5 separate regions of the Mus musculus genome follow, and regions 2, 3, 4 and 5 are each linked to region 1. Evidence: chromatin contacts called from public HiChIP or PLAC-seq and promoter capture Hi-C data. All regions are on one chromosome and are shown on one strand. Each heading gives the region's core, a stretch centred on a gene start, on an enhancer-like site or on the middle of the called end of the contact. The rest is flanking DNA. Distances are from core to core; before and after follow the strand shown. Region 1 holds the start of Cmtr1 (cap methyltransferase 1). Region 2 holds the start of Slc26a8 (solute carrier family 26, member 8). Region 3 overlaps Btbd9 (BTB (POZ) domain containing 9). Region 4 holds the start of 1700030A11Rik (RIKEN cDNA 1700030A11 gene). Region 5 holds the start of Kctd20 (potassium channel tetramerisation domain containing 20).

What was found. Promoter capture Hi-C pulls out the DNA fragments that hold promoters and counts their contacts. HiChIP or PLAC-seq counts read pairs in DNA pulled down with a chosen protein or histone mark.
Region 2: a contact with region 1 is called in an H3K4me3 HiChIP or PLAC-seq map of bone marrow-derived macrophages, with 5 times the contacts expected there. The contact joins the promoter of Slc26a8 here to the promoter of Cmtr1 in region 1. A contact is called at or near these places in 2 of 39 promoter capture datasets (erythroid cells and pre-B cells) and 1 of 115 datasets of contacts at active chromatin or transcription factors (bone marrow-derived macrophages).
Region 3: a FOXA1 HiChIP or PLAC-seq map of pancreatic cancer cells shows a contact between it and region 1. The contact joins the enhancer-like site here to the promoter of Cmtr1 in region 1. A contact is called at or near these places in 1 of 39 promoter capture datasets (embryonic stem cells), 3 of 115 datasets of contacts at active chromatin or transcription factors (embryonic basal ganglia, forebrain and pancreatic cancer cells) and 1 of 9 other capture datasets (macrophages).
Region 4: a promoter capture Hi-C map of pre-B cells shows a contact between it and region 1, with 2.4 times the contacts expected there. The contact joins the promoter of 1700030A11Rik here to the promoter of Cmtr1 in region 1. A contact is called at or near these places in 2 of 39 promoter capture datasets (hippocampal neurons and pre-B cells).
Region 5: a promoter capture Hi-C map of pre-B cells shows a contact between it and region 1, with 4 times the contacts expected there. The contact joins the promoter of Kctd20 here to the promoter of Cmtr1 in region 1. A contact is called at or near these places in 2 of 39 promoter capture datasets (liver and pre-B cells), 1 of 484 Hi-C or Micro-C datasets (B cells), 1 of 115 datasets of contacts at active chromatin or transcription factors (memory CD8 T cells) and 1 of 9 other capture datasets (liver).

What each region holds. Positions count from the first base shown.
Region 1 is chr17:29,659,254-29,662,027 of GRCm38.p6, forward strand. It overlaps Cmtr1 (cap methyltransferase 1), which reads left to right and starts at 1,342. Exons shown (of 24, transcript NM_028791.6): 1 at 1,342-1,518. All of the region lies in intron 7 of Gm28043 (predicted gene, 28043), which reads left to right.
Region 2 is chr17:28,688,551-28,691,324 of GRCm38.p6, forward strand. Slc26a8 (solute carrier family 26, member 8) reads right to left here and starts at 1,437. Exons shown (of 20, transcript NM_001290320.1): 1 at 1,167-1,437.
Region 3 is chr17:30,549,836-30,552,609 of GRCm38.p6, forward strand. The region is part of intron 1 of Btbd9 (BTB (POZ) domain containing 9); the gene reads right to left. Among named protein-coding and RNA genes, the nearest start is that of Btbd9, 25 kb to the right of the region's middle. RefSeq lists an enhancer at 1-2,715. Within about 2 kb of position 1,371, at least 61 of the 459 cell types and tissues checked have an H3K27ac peak or open chromatin away from gene starts, as enhancers often do. A contact at or near this core is called in embryonic stem cells and pancreatic cancer cells, where this site is marked.
Region 4 is chr17:28,903,834-28,906,607 of GRCm38.p6, forward strand. It overlaps 1700030A11Rik (RIKEN cDNA 1700030A11 gene), which reads left to right and starts at 1,432. Exons shown (of 3, transcript NR_045457.1): 1 at 1,432-1,466; 2 at 1,870-1,954; 3 at 2,171-2,774. It overlaps Bnip5 (BCL2 interacting protein 5), which reads right to left. Exons shown (of 12, transcript NM_172450.3): 4 at 1,858-1,922; 5 at 1,422-1,662; 6 at 683-817.
Region 5 is chr17:28,951,030-28,953,803 of GRCm38.p6, forward strand. It overlaps Kctd20 (potassium channel tetramerisation domain containing 20), which reads left to right and starts at 1,407. Exons shown (of 8, transcript NM_001356300.1): 1 at 1,407-1,540.

The DNA of each region.
Region 1 (2,774 bases), core at 92-2,591:
GAGAACATATGTTGACATTTGAAGTCTCGGGGTTTAAGAGACAAACGCAGCTGAGAATGTCCAACAAAGTTATATTGGTCTGAAAATGGGAAGAGGAGTTAGAGTTACAGCCCATCTCAGTGCATATGGTCAAATGCCACAGATGCCATTATTTCTTTTAGTCTGAGGCATTGAGAATCAGATCTAGGATCTGGTGTGTACCGGACGAACAGTCTTGACACTGAGCTATGCCTAGTCCAATGTTAAATATGTCCTATGGAACAGGAACAGGTCTTTGACCTTGGCCAGTTTGTGTCTCTGACTGTATTCTTTTTTGTTGTTGTTGTTGTTTGTTTTGTTTTTCGAGACAGGGTTTCTCTGTGTAGCCCTGGCTGTCCTGGAACTCACTTTGTAGACCAGGCTGGCCTCGAACTCAGAAATAGGCCTGCCTCTGCCTCCCGAGTGCTGGGATTAAAGGCGTGTGCCACCACGCCCGGCTCCTCTGACTGTATTCTTAAATCTATATAATGACGATACTGTAGTAAGCTACCAAACTAGTTACGCCATGTTGTGAAACACTTTCTAGGATTTTTTTTTCCCACTTTCCAAGTCAGGGTCTTACAATATATCCCTGGCTGTCCTGGAAGTAGCTATGTAGACTAGGCTGGCTTCGAACTCACAGAGATATGCCTGTCTCTGCTTTCTGAGTGCTGGCATTAAAGGTGTTCGACACTACCACCTAGCTCCTAAGAATACTTTCATTGCTAAAACTATTTTGGGCAAAAATTCGTCTCCGGTCACTTCGACCAGTCATTAAATCTTATGCTAAACTGGTCTCTTGATCAGCCATAAATTTCTATACCATGTGATTGTGATTCTGACCTAAAGGTTAACTGCCTGACCATTTAATTGTTATCACTCTGCTTCTGAAAAGAAAAAAAAAGCAATGTTTGCTTGTTGCACATGTTTGGAGCTGCCTTTCTGTATACATCACAGTTGCAGTCCTTGTCTTTAAAATGTCGAACAAACTGGAGGTCCGAGGGTGCTTCCCGCTCCTCTGCCTGAGACAGCCCCACCGGTGGTAATAAATAATAAAGACTCCACATGATTTATTAAGACATCTTGGGAGTTTTCCTTCTTCAGGTAATCCATAACAAGATGAATAAACTGAGGTGAAGTATTGATTTCCCTTCTTTAGGGCGAGAGTAGACAAGGGTTATTTTCCTAGTGGCTTTTCTCTGCCCCCCCATTCTTTCGCGGTCCCCCTTCCGCGCAGGCGCCTCGGGTCCTGCGCGCTGTGCGACCTGGGCAGTTCCCCAGGGCCAAGCCTGAGCCCAGCGGGGGCGGGGCTGGCGGGCTCGTGACGTTATCAAGCGGCGCCGCCCGCGGGGCGGGTTCCGAGCGCGACCGCGCAGCTAGCCGGCCCTGCGAGGAAAACGAAAGTGAGGGAGGAGGAGGTTGCAGGGCCAGCCTGGGCGGCGACAGTGGCGGCCTGGTCCCTCGTCTCCGCTCGCCGGCTACTCGCCCCATCCCCTCAGCGTGAGTGCAGGCGCGCGGCCCCGGGGGTGCGAGCGGGCGGGCGCACGGGCACAGCATCCTTCCCCTGCGGCGGCCGCTTTGCCCGCTTTCGGGTAGCCTCTCTCTGCTCCTGCCCCCTGTCTTGTCCCCAGCAACCTCTCGGAGCCGAGGTTGCCGCTGCTGCTGGTCGCCGCGCACACAGTATCACACCTGACGTTTCCAAAGGAGAAGCTCCGTCGGGGAGATGGCGTTCCCTTCTTTCCCCTCTGCATACGGGGGTTAGCAGCGCTTAGAAGTGCCTGGTCACAGCGCGTCTGCCATTGTAGGTCACTCGATAGCCCTTTGGCCTTCCCCTGGCCGAGGAAATGAGAGGATTGGCTTGGATTCCCTGCGAGGCCCCAGTCGAAGGTGCTGTGGTGGAGGGGGACGTTCGTATCTGCCGCCTTGCCCTTCTACAAAGCTGTTTCCTGTTCTCTCACTTGCCCCATCGCAGACCACACTGAGTTCCCAGTGGCACCCCCCACCCCCGCTTCACCCACACCCACCGGGACGACTTAAGAGTTAAATGAGACCCATTTTATGTGCTGTGAAGCCTCAGCGATGAGCTTTCCAGTAGGCTCACCTATCTGTGATGTCAAGTAAAAATGTGGCTCCTCGGGCCTGGCTTTCTGTTGGCTCAGTCGCCTGGCTTTCCTGCTTTCCTCTAATAGGCACTGCTACTGTCACTTAGGAAATTGCCACCTGAGATTGGGATGATCGTACATTGGGTCCACAGGTTCATCCTCGGGCTGGAAATACGGAAACCTTTTGCTAGGTTTCAAGGGGAGGGATTGCTATATCCCTTCAAATTCCATTACTTTCTTACCTCGACTGCTGATGCTCATTCTCCCTCCACCCCAGCAAATATTTTGAAATAAGTTGAACTGGCTCTGATTTTCATAGACAATATTGAGTATCAGTTCATAGTCAAAACAACACATGGTCTTAAAACTATATGTCTGACTCAAACGCCAGAGAAGTCTGTTCTTGTATCCCAGCGTCCCTGTTCCCCAAAGATACCAGTGTACCTCCAACTTTTAAGTCTTTTCTCTTTTCTGAGTTCTTTGAATACACTACTTTTCCTGAAGATTTTGTAATTTTTTTTTGACTTTTTGAGACAGGGTTTCTCTGTGTAGCCCTGGCTGTCCTGGAACTCTGTAGACCAGGCTGGCCTCCAACTCAGAAATTCGCCTGCCTCTGCCTCCCAAGTGCTGGAATTAGAGGTGTGCACAACCACG
Region 2 (2,774 bases), core at 187-2,686, 970 kb before region 1:
TCCTCCTGTCCCCAGCTAGCCAATGCTGGGTTATAGGTGTAAGCCACCATCCATGCCTTAATTCTTTTTGATTCTTCCTTCCTGGGCTGGGGACCCATCTGAGGGCCTAACACATGCAGGGCTACTCTACCCTGAGCTGTAGTCCCAGCCTTTATCTTTAAGCAGGCTTTCATTGCTAAAAAACACTTAAAAAAAAATACAAGCACGTTAACACAGCTCTTTTTGCTTCTGCTACCCTCAGCCATCTGTCCATCCATCCATTCACCCACTCACTGATTCGTTTAAAATCTCTATTTGGGATATTTTAAATGCAAAAAAATGTAACCCGATTTATAAAATTTTGACTCAAAGGACCAGAAACCCTCAAAATTAGTTAAGGTACAAGAATATCTTTTACCTAATTAAGTCATCTTTCACATGCTTTCTAAAACCATAAGACAAAATTCACTTCCAATTAAAAAAAAAAAAAAAAAAAAGCACTTGTATTTCCCAACCAAAAACCTCATTGCCTGTGACTCTCAGTTTTGGTGGAGAATGTATTGGGGATGGTCTAGTGGCAGGAGATGCTTGAAGGTGGCAGCCCTCCAGCTGCTGACAGGTCACATAAACACCTTCCCTTAATGCTAGTCAGTGTGATACCAAGCAGGTGTGGTAGAGAGATCCTCATTACTGGGCTGAACAGTGGAGACTTCATGGGGGGACCCAAAGTCCAGCAATAAGGACTAGAAGACAGAGAAGGAGGAGAGGGGACAGAGGGTGGGCTTAAGGCAGAGAGAACAAAATGAGCAGAACAGTAAAGTCTGGAAGCAAAGGGGGCCCTGAGCTGCGGCCTGATGAGGACACAGAGAGTGGAAGTGTGGGGGGCCCACAGTCCAGTTCCTTCAGCTGTGGACATCACAGAGATGCGAATTTTTGAAAGGATCCAGTATGCAAATTCCATGTTGTCTCTTGCCATTTCGGTTTCACGCAGCCTTTCTATAAGGAGAGAGAAGTTCCAGGGACCACCGCTATTCATTCATTCATTCATTCATTCATTCACCCACTCCTTGTGCCTGGGACACTCCTGGCTCTGCAGGTGACCCAAGCAGCCACGCTCTGGGACGCGAGCGGGCTGTCAGCTCCCAGGCGGCAGCCAGAGCTCCGGACCGCTCCCGACCCAGGCTCACCTGGTTTCCGGTGGCCCGCAGGAGCGCAGACGCTGGGGACAGACTCGGCTCCAGCCTGGCTGGCGGCAGCGCTGCGGACGCGGAGGCCGGCAGTTCCGGAGCCGTTGCTGCAGAACCCGCGGGCGTTCCGGCTGTGCGGGTGACGGGCGAGGATGGCATCTGGGCCGAGGAGAAGGGGTCCCTGCTGCCCTCCACATACCCGGATCTTCTAGAAATAGCCACGAGAATAAGATTTCCCCTTTCTCCTGCTCGGTGTAGGCATGGGTGGATGTGGGTTCTTACGGGTCTAACTTTCCCCATTCACTTTTATTAGCTTTCTCGGCTTCTACGGAAGATTCCACTAGGTGGGAATGCAGGGTCGCATTGATCTTGTAGAGACTAGAACCAGGGCCTAAGAAAGCTCAACAGACTTACCTAAATGAGATGCGGTCAGAATGCTCGCCCTAGTAGTTCTCCATACTCTCAGAGGCATGAATTAAGTCTTTAATACCCACCCCCCAATTTTCTTTTAAATTTCTAAACTTTGGATGGCTCTAAAGGGCAAGAGTCGGTCTCAAACCCGAGTGATGGTTTTTGGGGTGTTGCACATACGGTCTCATCACTACACAGCAGAGGCTTGGTCTCCTGGTTTTTCCAAATGCTAGAATTACAGGATTTGTAAATACAAATAAACAAATAAATAAATAAACAAATAAATAAATAAGAAGGGTCCCCTGGTCTTTCCAAATGCTGGAATTACAGGTTGTGTATAAATAAATAAATAAGAGAAAGGTCTCTTGGTCTTTTCAAATGCTGGAATTACAGGTTCTGTACATATAAATAAATAGTATGAAAGGGTCTCCTGGTCTTTCTAAATGCTGGAATTACAGGCTGTGTAAATAGATATATATGTATGCATGTATATGAAGGGTTTTCTGGTCTTTCCAAATGCCGGAATTGCAGGTGGTGTAAATATAAATAAATAAATGAGAAGACCTTCCTGAAATGGAATGACCTACTTGCAGTGTGTGTGTGTACCTTCCCCTTCCAGTAGTGGGTATTGAACCCAGGGCCTTGCAAATGCTGGTCCCCAGCCTGGAAGTGGCCATTCATGATGTCTACCTCTGACCTCGTGCATTGGAACTCCCTGTGGGTCCCTGGAACCTCCTTCTGCCACTTCTGCCTGAAAACATGTAGGAGCGCCTGGAGGGAGAGCCTGGGCTTTGAGGCAAGACTAATATTTGCCTAGGGGGCAGGTTTCACCAGCATCCCGAGGTGAGCCACTTGTCCTTGAGCAGACCGGAATGCGACAGCTTTCTGGACAGGGCCTGTCTGTTCTTTCAAGTTGTTCTTGGAAATTGACGACTCTAGTGAGCAGGTTGCTCGGAGTTCAAAGATCATTTGGCTCTCTTCCCCGACGCTGTCACAGCGGCTTTCCGCCATGGCGCCAGGCATTCGCCCGTGCGACCACAGAGAGGCGCGCGCGCCCCGCGCTGCGGCCTCCACCCTTGGCGCCCCGGGGAGCCCAGTCCCCGAGAGTTCCTGCCTCGGCTCCCCAAGCCGCGTCCCTCTTCTCGCGAGATCTGCCGGCCCTGCGCGCTCTTCTCGCGACCCCCCGCCCCGTGGGCA
Region 3 (2,774 bases), core at 121-2,620, 890 kb after region 1:
ACTAGAAAGGGCAAGTGGGGGTGGGTATGTTGCATATCATATGCAAACTATATGATATGCATATATGAGTATGTCACGATGTAGGTGATTATGTGTATGTGAATAAAACAGACATAAGTAATTTAAATATCTCCATTATTTAAACTAAATGCTTTAATTACAAAGTTTTCCTTGGGGCTGGAGGGAAGTTAAGAGCACTTTGGCTCTTGGAGAGGACTGACCGGCTACCAAAGGCCTCATTGGGCAGCTCACAACCACGTGGAACTCTAGCTCCAGGCAACCCAATGCCCTCCTTTGACCTCTGTGGCTTATCTGTGCACATCCACAAGATATATTCACAAAGGCACACGCACACAAATATTTTTTTAAGTGAAAGGGGAATATGGTTTCCTTTCCTCTAGTCTCAGTCAGCCCCAATTACTAGTGGCTACTTCCCAGCTTTCTTTTCAAATAGGGTTAAGCACAGCAAAGCACTGTGCTGTGCAGAGTTCCCCACTGTTCTCAGGCTAGACACACTGCAGTACAGGGAGCGCAGTGCAGCCCTCAGAGCCCACACAGCTCAGCCACAGCACTGCAGCACCTCACCACCAAACAAAACTCCCGCTCTCCTGTTCGTGGGGACAGAAACCACTGGTCCTCTTCCTAACCCTTCGGTGCCATTTACTTTGGAGGAGCCTGTGTGCTTCTTTCTAGTGGGCTGAGGCCTCTGGGAGAAACTGAAAGAATGAAAATTGAGAAGGAAGCCATTCACAGGGCTCAGTTCCAGGGATATCTGCTTCTCAACTAGCACTCACGAACTGGTGAAGGCTCACCACACTCTGAGCTAAGCACAGCACAGCCACAGGAGACTCTGAAAGAGGAGGTGACAGTGACTCCTGAATACCAAGAATTCCTCTCTCTTCACTGTGTAGGTTACCCAGAGCTCATACATCAGAAGATAAGTAACTATCCTTCCCCATGACCTCCCTCCACTGTATATTTCACTGTATATTTCAGTATAAGGCATTCACAGTTCCTGGAGTTGTCAAGTCTTTTCCCTAGAAACTGCTGGAGTGGTGGGTGGCCCACAAGTGCCTCTCTACTCTGAAGGTGTCTATGGAATGCAGCCAGAGCAAACAAAGCATACTGAGTAATTCCCTGTTTGGAACGGGAAAGGCACCTCACAACTTCAGGATGATATGAGAGCAAACTTCTCCACTGGTACCCCAACTCCACCTAAACCCCAGTCAGAAAAGAGGAGCTGGAGTTGGGGGGGGGGGCTTTTTTTTTTCAATGCCTCTTCTGCTGGCTGACTCCTCTACAGACTAATGTCTGACTCCTGTCCTCTGAAGCTGCAGTGACAGTGGCCTTATAACAACACACATGGCTACTGAGCTAGTCCTGTGGCTAGTCCAAAGAAAACCACTGTCAAAGCTGGAAATACACATCATATTGCAAAGACTCAGCACTGCACTTCACTCAGCAGATGGGAAAACACTATTCTAGATCTGAGGACTCATCAGTCACTTCCCCGGCTCCCTGTACTTTCTCCTTCACATGGTTCCTGGGCTTTTGCAAGTGCACACAGGGCAGCATCCATCACACCTCTGGAGGCAGCGGGGCTTTAGAACAGGGCATCAGAGGATATCGAAAGTGATGGTGCACGCCTTTAATCCCAGCACTCGGGAGGCAGAGGCAGGCAGATTTCTGAGTTCGAGGCCAGCCTGCGAAAAAAACAAACAGAAAGAAAGAAAGAAAGAAAGAAAGAAAGAAAGAAAGAAAAAAATTTACACTGCCTGGGTTCAAGCCTTGGCAGCACCATTTAATAGGCTGTAGCTTTGGACATATTAGTTAACATCCTCCCAAACTACACTTTTTAAATATTCTTTATAAAGAATTATTATGTCTGTGTATGGGGGAGGGGCAAACGAGTCACAGCATATGGGAGTGGAAGTCAGATAACTCTTTGGGGTCCCTTGGGCTCCAGGGATCTAACAGAGGTTGTCAAGCCTGGGTGACAAGCACTTTACCTGCTGTGAACCATCTCACTGGCCTAAACTTCCCTTTTGTCTTCTACACAATGTAAGTAATAGAGAAACACTACTGTCCTGCATGCAAGGAAACCTCACCCATTTACTACAGTTATGACCACCGCCACCCACCACCAGTACACATGAAAAAAAGGACAGAGCTAACAGGAGCTGGAAAGATGGAAGAAGGGTAGCAACCGTGGCAACTCCAGAGCTGACGCTCTGATTAGTGCCAAAGAGATACAGTGGAAAGGCCCATGTTGGCATATAAAGAACTAAAGAGACTGAAATCAGAGCCACAGACACAAGCTCTATGGAAAAGTCCTGTGTTCGATTTCGATTCACCATCCTCAGTGTTCCCACATAACTCAGAAAACATGACTACACAGGGGCAGAGGAACCAACTGCTGTCCACAGTTGTGTAGGGGCATTAGCTAGGGCTCTGGGCAACCTAGCGACTACACTTGAAGTCTTCTGAACTCCATTCCACCTATCAATGTTCACAGCTCCTACCATGCATACTGCCAAGGAATGGAAACGATCATGCCCCTACATAGGCACTGATTTCGCTGGCCCTAGCCCAGCCTCCTCACGTGTTCAACCCACAGTGGAAGCCAGGATGTGGTACTGCTGGGTTTCTAAGATGCCATCCACTGTCTCCTGTTACCACTGCAGGCATTAGCAGCCAGAGAACTCGTGGACTCCAATTTAGGAGAATAATCGTTGAATGCCTGCTATCTGTTACCCGTTTCTTTTTAGATTATT
Region 4 (2,774 bases), core at 182-2,681, 760 kb before region 1:
CACAACCATCTCTAATGGGATCTGATGCCCTCTTCTGGTGTGACTGAGAAACGTGACAGTATACTCACATACATAAAATAAGTAAATAAATAAATCTTTAAAAAAAAAAAAAAACCCGGGCAGTGGTGGCGCAAGCCTTTAATCCCAGCACTTGGGAGGCAGAGGCAGGCAGATTTCTGAGTTCGAGGCCAACCTGGTCTACAGAGTGAGTTCCAGGACAGCCAGGACTATGCAGAGAAATCCTGTCTCGAACAAAAACAAATAATAATAATAATAAAACCGATAACTGTATGGAAACCTCCCTTCTGTGTTCTCAGCCCCTTCCTGGCACCACGGCAGCTCTCAGCCGCCCACCTAACGGCAATAACCACGCTCGGTAGCAACACAACCTGTTGGCTGACAGGCCGACCCTGCTATACCTTACAGGCAGTCATTCAATTAGAACTTCCAGCAAATCTCAAGGTCCAGCCTTGCAAAATGGGGAAACTGAGGCTAACGGGTGAAATGTGCTGTCTCCACAGCCCGAGGCCTCCCACAGAGAGACTGAAATAGGCCTTGGCCTCCCTCGCTCTGCCTCAACTTGCCCTTTCCAAATGGCAGAGTCTAGACAGATGGGCTATTTGCTGGAGGTGGGGGGGTAGGGGTGGCGGAGGGGGGTGTTTCTGAGGGGCAAGGGACTAACTGGATTCGGAGGCTCTGTCCAGCAGTGGCTTCTCCTCGGGTCCCTGAAATATGGCAGCTGGTGTGTGGAGCTCAGAGGGATGGGAGCCTCCACCATCTACAGACGGGACCTCTTGGAACTCAGGCGCCTCCAAGTCTGGGAAGCAGAAAGTCACAGTCAGTGTGTGTGTCAGCCACGCCCAGCAACCTGAGCCTGGGCAGGTGCCAGTGTACGCCACCCGTGGGCTCTGCAAGGCTTGCAAGGCTATGCCGGGTCTGGGGCTCTGTTTGCGGACCCCGACCATGCTCTCTGCATGAAAAGAACTGTCTTTCCTTGGCTTCTCTTTTTCTTTCCATGGGGTTTCCTTACCTAGCCGCTGTTTTCGGTTGGTCCACTAGGGGGCAGAAGGTGCCTGGCTCCGTGCCACGAATGAAGAAGAGCCATGGCCTAAACCGCCTTGCATGAAAATCTCTCCTCTTATGACCCCAAATCCACGCTCTCCTGACAACGGTGTCATACAAGTCTAGCCCCCATCCACCCTAACGCCCACGAAGAGCCAACGAGACCAGCCCTTCTCCCTCCGGCTCTGGCTCTGAGGGATCCCACTTGTACCCAAGTGAGACCATGTGGAGGGGAAAAGCTTTGATCTCTTCTCCATCTCCATCCTCCCTACACTGCTCAAGGCATAGTGTGGGCATCAGAAAGATTCCAGAGCAGGAGGCAGCTGCAGTTGCTATGGCAACTGCTAGAGCCTGCTTACCAAGGCTGCTGGAGGTGGAAGCTCGCTGGCTACTAACACACAGGGGTAGGAAGCTGGGCCTCTTGGGCCGGGTTTCTGGGCCCAGGGTAGTGGCTGTGCCGACTCTCTTGGGTTCCTCAGAGGCAGGCTTCTTGAGGGATAAGACTCTCTTCAGGCTGGACTTCTTCTCCTGGGATTTCTTCCTGGGGAGTGGCGTTGGCTTTCGTGGAGGAACCGCTTCTGGCTGAGGGATTTGCACTTGCTGTGGGGAGGAGAAAGAAACTGGGTTAGATCCCTGGCCTTGAGGAGAGGCGAAAGGCAACCCCAGACAGGGCCGACCCAGAGCGGGAGGTGGCTTCTGGAATTAGGGAGTGGGGCTAACTGGACGGGGAGGCGGGGCACGAACCGGGAGCTGCAGCAGCTCTGCAGGCGCTCTCTGATGCCTGCGCCTCCTCACCTCTTCTTCCAGTTGGTCTCCAGCTTTCTTGAGCAATTCCACAATCTGCCAGATGACATCATCCTCTGCAAGAGAGCATGGGTCCCACCACTCCTAGGTATGCAGACAGTATCCAGATCTGGACTCCCAGGGAGAACGAAACCAGCCTGGATCCCTCAGGATTGAGGTTCCCCAATACCCAAAGACCCTCCCATCCCCCCCCAATACCCAAAGACCCTCTCATCCCCCACCATCCTGACTGAATATGGGAAAGTATTTTTGAGGCAAAGTATGACTTTTTAAATGTGTTAATTTTTTATAATTCAATTATTAGGGAGAAGAGAAACACATGTGGCGATCAGAGGATATCTCTCGGAAGCCAGTTCTCTCCTTTTATTATATGGGTCCCAGGAATCAAACTCACATCATCGGGGCTTGCTGGAACATGCCTTTACCCTCTGAGCCATCTCACAGCCCAAAGCATGATGTTTTATGCAGGGATTTAAGGCCCGATGTCCACCTGCCCTGTCAACTGAGCTTTCTAGATCTGGGAACTTTGAATTGGTAGTGGCTAAATCACTTTCCCCTCCGGATCTTTACAGCTTTCCCTGCGAAATATGGGTCACAATCTCTCATGGGCTGTCAGGACATCAAACAAAGGAGCAGGAGTTAGAAACATTTCCCAAGGCTGATTCCAAGTCTTCCAGCCCCACATAATAACAGGTCCCTATCCTAAGGCACAGAGAGGACATCAGCTGGCGCTCCACAGGTCACACTGGACCTGCCCCATGGCTGCTTCCACTACTCCTCACACCAGAACATTTCCTTGGGTGGCTTGTTTTGCCTTACACAAGGGTGATGTGCCCACTCCACTAGCTGCACCCCAAAGGTCTGTTTGCATGAAATGTCAAACTAACAAGCGACTCTGCCCCCGGCTT
Region 5 (2,774 bases), core at 157-2,656, 710 kb before region 1:
GGTATGTTCTCTGTAGTTCCAAGGCCCAGAGATGCCAGCACATGATCTCATTACTGTGTTGGCTTTTTTGTGACATTACTGTGTTGGTGGTCGTATTTGGTTTGTTTTGAGACATGGTTTCCTCTGTGTAGCCCTGGCTGTTCTGGAATTCACTTTGTAGACCCAGTTTCCTGACTGGATTCCCTGACTTCCCTTAGTGACAGGTGGTATGGGGGAAACTGGGCAAGGTAGACCCGTCCCCCTCCTCCCCTCCCCCCCCCAGAAGCAACATAAGCCAAATAAGGGGGACCTCGATTTCCTGATCCTCCTGCCTCTACCTCCCAAGTGCTAGGATTAATGCTGTGCACACAGGTATTCCCTATATTTTTTTGCGTGGTTTTATTAGTTTATTTAGTGCTCAGCAGCAGTTTTAAAGTAGAATAATGTCAGCACTTGGGAGACAGGGACAGGAGGATGAGGAGTCCAAAGCCATCCTTGGCTACACAGCAAATTCAACATGGGCTGCGGCGTCACATCTCAATAAAATGAACTCGGACCTGGAGACGTAGCTCAACTGGTAGAATAATGGCCTAGGGTGCATGAAGCCCTGGGTTACACCAGAGCCCTTCATAATTCGGCTACGGTAGGGCTTGTCTGTAACCCTATCCATCACTCACATGGTGAAGGTCGGATCAGAGGTGCAAGGCCATACTGGGATAAAGGAGACTGTCTCAAAAAACAAAGAACACCCCATGTATTAAGAGTGGAGAGCCAGGGAGGAGGGAGAAGGGAAATAAAGGTTAAAACAAGCAAACCCCCAATAGAACGAAACACCCAAAACTAGAAGTCTGTGCAATCATTGTGATGGTGTAATCAACTGGTCTGATAACTTTCTTAAGTACAAAAGCCACAAGTCCCCGTGACCCTGAGAGATGGAGCCAGGTTCCTCCTCTCAGGTTCCCTTGTGCGGTTCACAGGAAGCAAGGCAACCAGCTTTCTAATAGTTTGCTTCCAGGTAACATGAAACCTGTAGAATCTTGTTTGCTATCGCAGATTGTTCCGTGAAACTCAAGAGTTGGGGGGAAGTTTTTGTTTTCTCTTTTATCTTGTTTTGTTGTTGTTGATGTTTTTCTGTCTTTGGGCTGCAGTTCATATCCATCCGCCACACAAAGGCGATAGGCTCATCTTTCCGTGAGCATCACGCGTTCCGGGGCGACCCAGCCTCTTTCACCTTCGAGCCTGCAGCTCGCTTTCCTGTCTGAGCCCCTTGGGTGATGGAGCGCAAGCGGCGGCGGCGCGCGTTACTGGGCCGCCCTGGCGAAGAGCCCCAGTTCCCGGCCGGCCGGGCAGGCAGGCGAGGCCCCGGCCTATGGCGGAGTCCGCGGCGGGGGCGGGGCGAGCCGCGCGGCCTTCCCGGCATGCCCCGCGGTGGGCGGGGCTCTTGTTTTGAAGGGCCGGGTGACTCAACCGGGGATCCGCGGCCAGGGCGGGGGCGCGCGGTGGCCGGAGCTTGGAGGTGGCTTCGGGGCTCGGTGTCGGAGAGCGCGGCAGCAAGCGGCCGGTGAGTGCCGAGTGACAGGGTGGGCGGGCGAGCGGGCAGGTGATGGCGCGGGCTGATGATGGCGGCGGGCGCGACGCTGCGGCCTGAGAGGCCCCGTGCGGGCTCCTCCCCGGCCTGGGGAGAAAGGAGAAGCCGGGCGAGGCTGCCGACCAACCACGCAGGGCCACCGGTAGCCCAGGCTGGGGAAGGTTGGTCGCGCTTTCCCAGAACCTCTGGAATCTTCTGTCGGTCCTGTCGCCCCTCTGTTGTCATCCCATGCTTAGTGCAGAACTGGGAGATTTTTTTCTTGCATATAAGAACTTTTTATAGCAGACAGTGTCGTCAGGCTTGCGCCATGAGGACACCTCCTCCCCTTTGTGGGAATTTGTCATTCTTTCTGAACATTCCTGGATTGGGCTGATTTACTATTTAGAAGTAAATCTAATCTTTTAAGTGAGAATTCAGCAAACGAACTAACAGACAGGCCAGGAACTCTGACCAACCAAGCTCTTTCACGGTGTCTGTTTGCTGATAGACAATTGTTTACCTAGAAATTTGAGATTTCTTTTTAAATGATCTCCCAAACAGAATGTTGGAATAATATTAGTTGTGACGAACCTTGAATTAGAACGTCAACCCCACTCCAGAGGAACAAAAACAAAATCTTAAAGTAGCAGTTCTCAAACGCGTTTTGCAGGTCGCTAGCACGGCTCCCAGAAATTAATTCTAGAAATCTAGGGTGGACCCCTGAGTCTACTAGTGCTGGCAGGCAACCACCCCGCTTGGGCCGCCTTGGTAAGCCAGGAACCGGACCTTAGGAAACCAAGATTAGCTTGGCCTGAGGACTGTAAATACTGTCTCATGTCCTTTTCTTTCTGTTGACTTACTCCTCTCCTGTCCGTAATCAGTCGGGAGTCAAGAAGCCCTGATTCGGAAGGCTGTGTGAGAAAGGATAGTGCTTTCTGGAGCCCTTACATGAGAGCAGGAAATGGCTTTTTATCCATATCCTGTTATTGCCTGGGTGGGAGAAAGATGGCGTGGATCAGGCTAACCCACCTTGTTTCTCTCAGGAGCCTGTTGGTAGGATCGTGGGAGCTTGAGCATGTCATTAGGTCTTGGCTCCCACCTCAGCTCTCTGCTTTCCTTCTCATGGTATCAGCCAGGGAGTGCCCGGAGCCTGGGGGGTCTCTGATTCCCTGGGATGTGCCAGCATCAGTAGTATTTATGGGCTTTTAGTTGTGGGTATCAATTCACT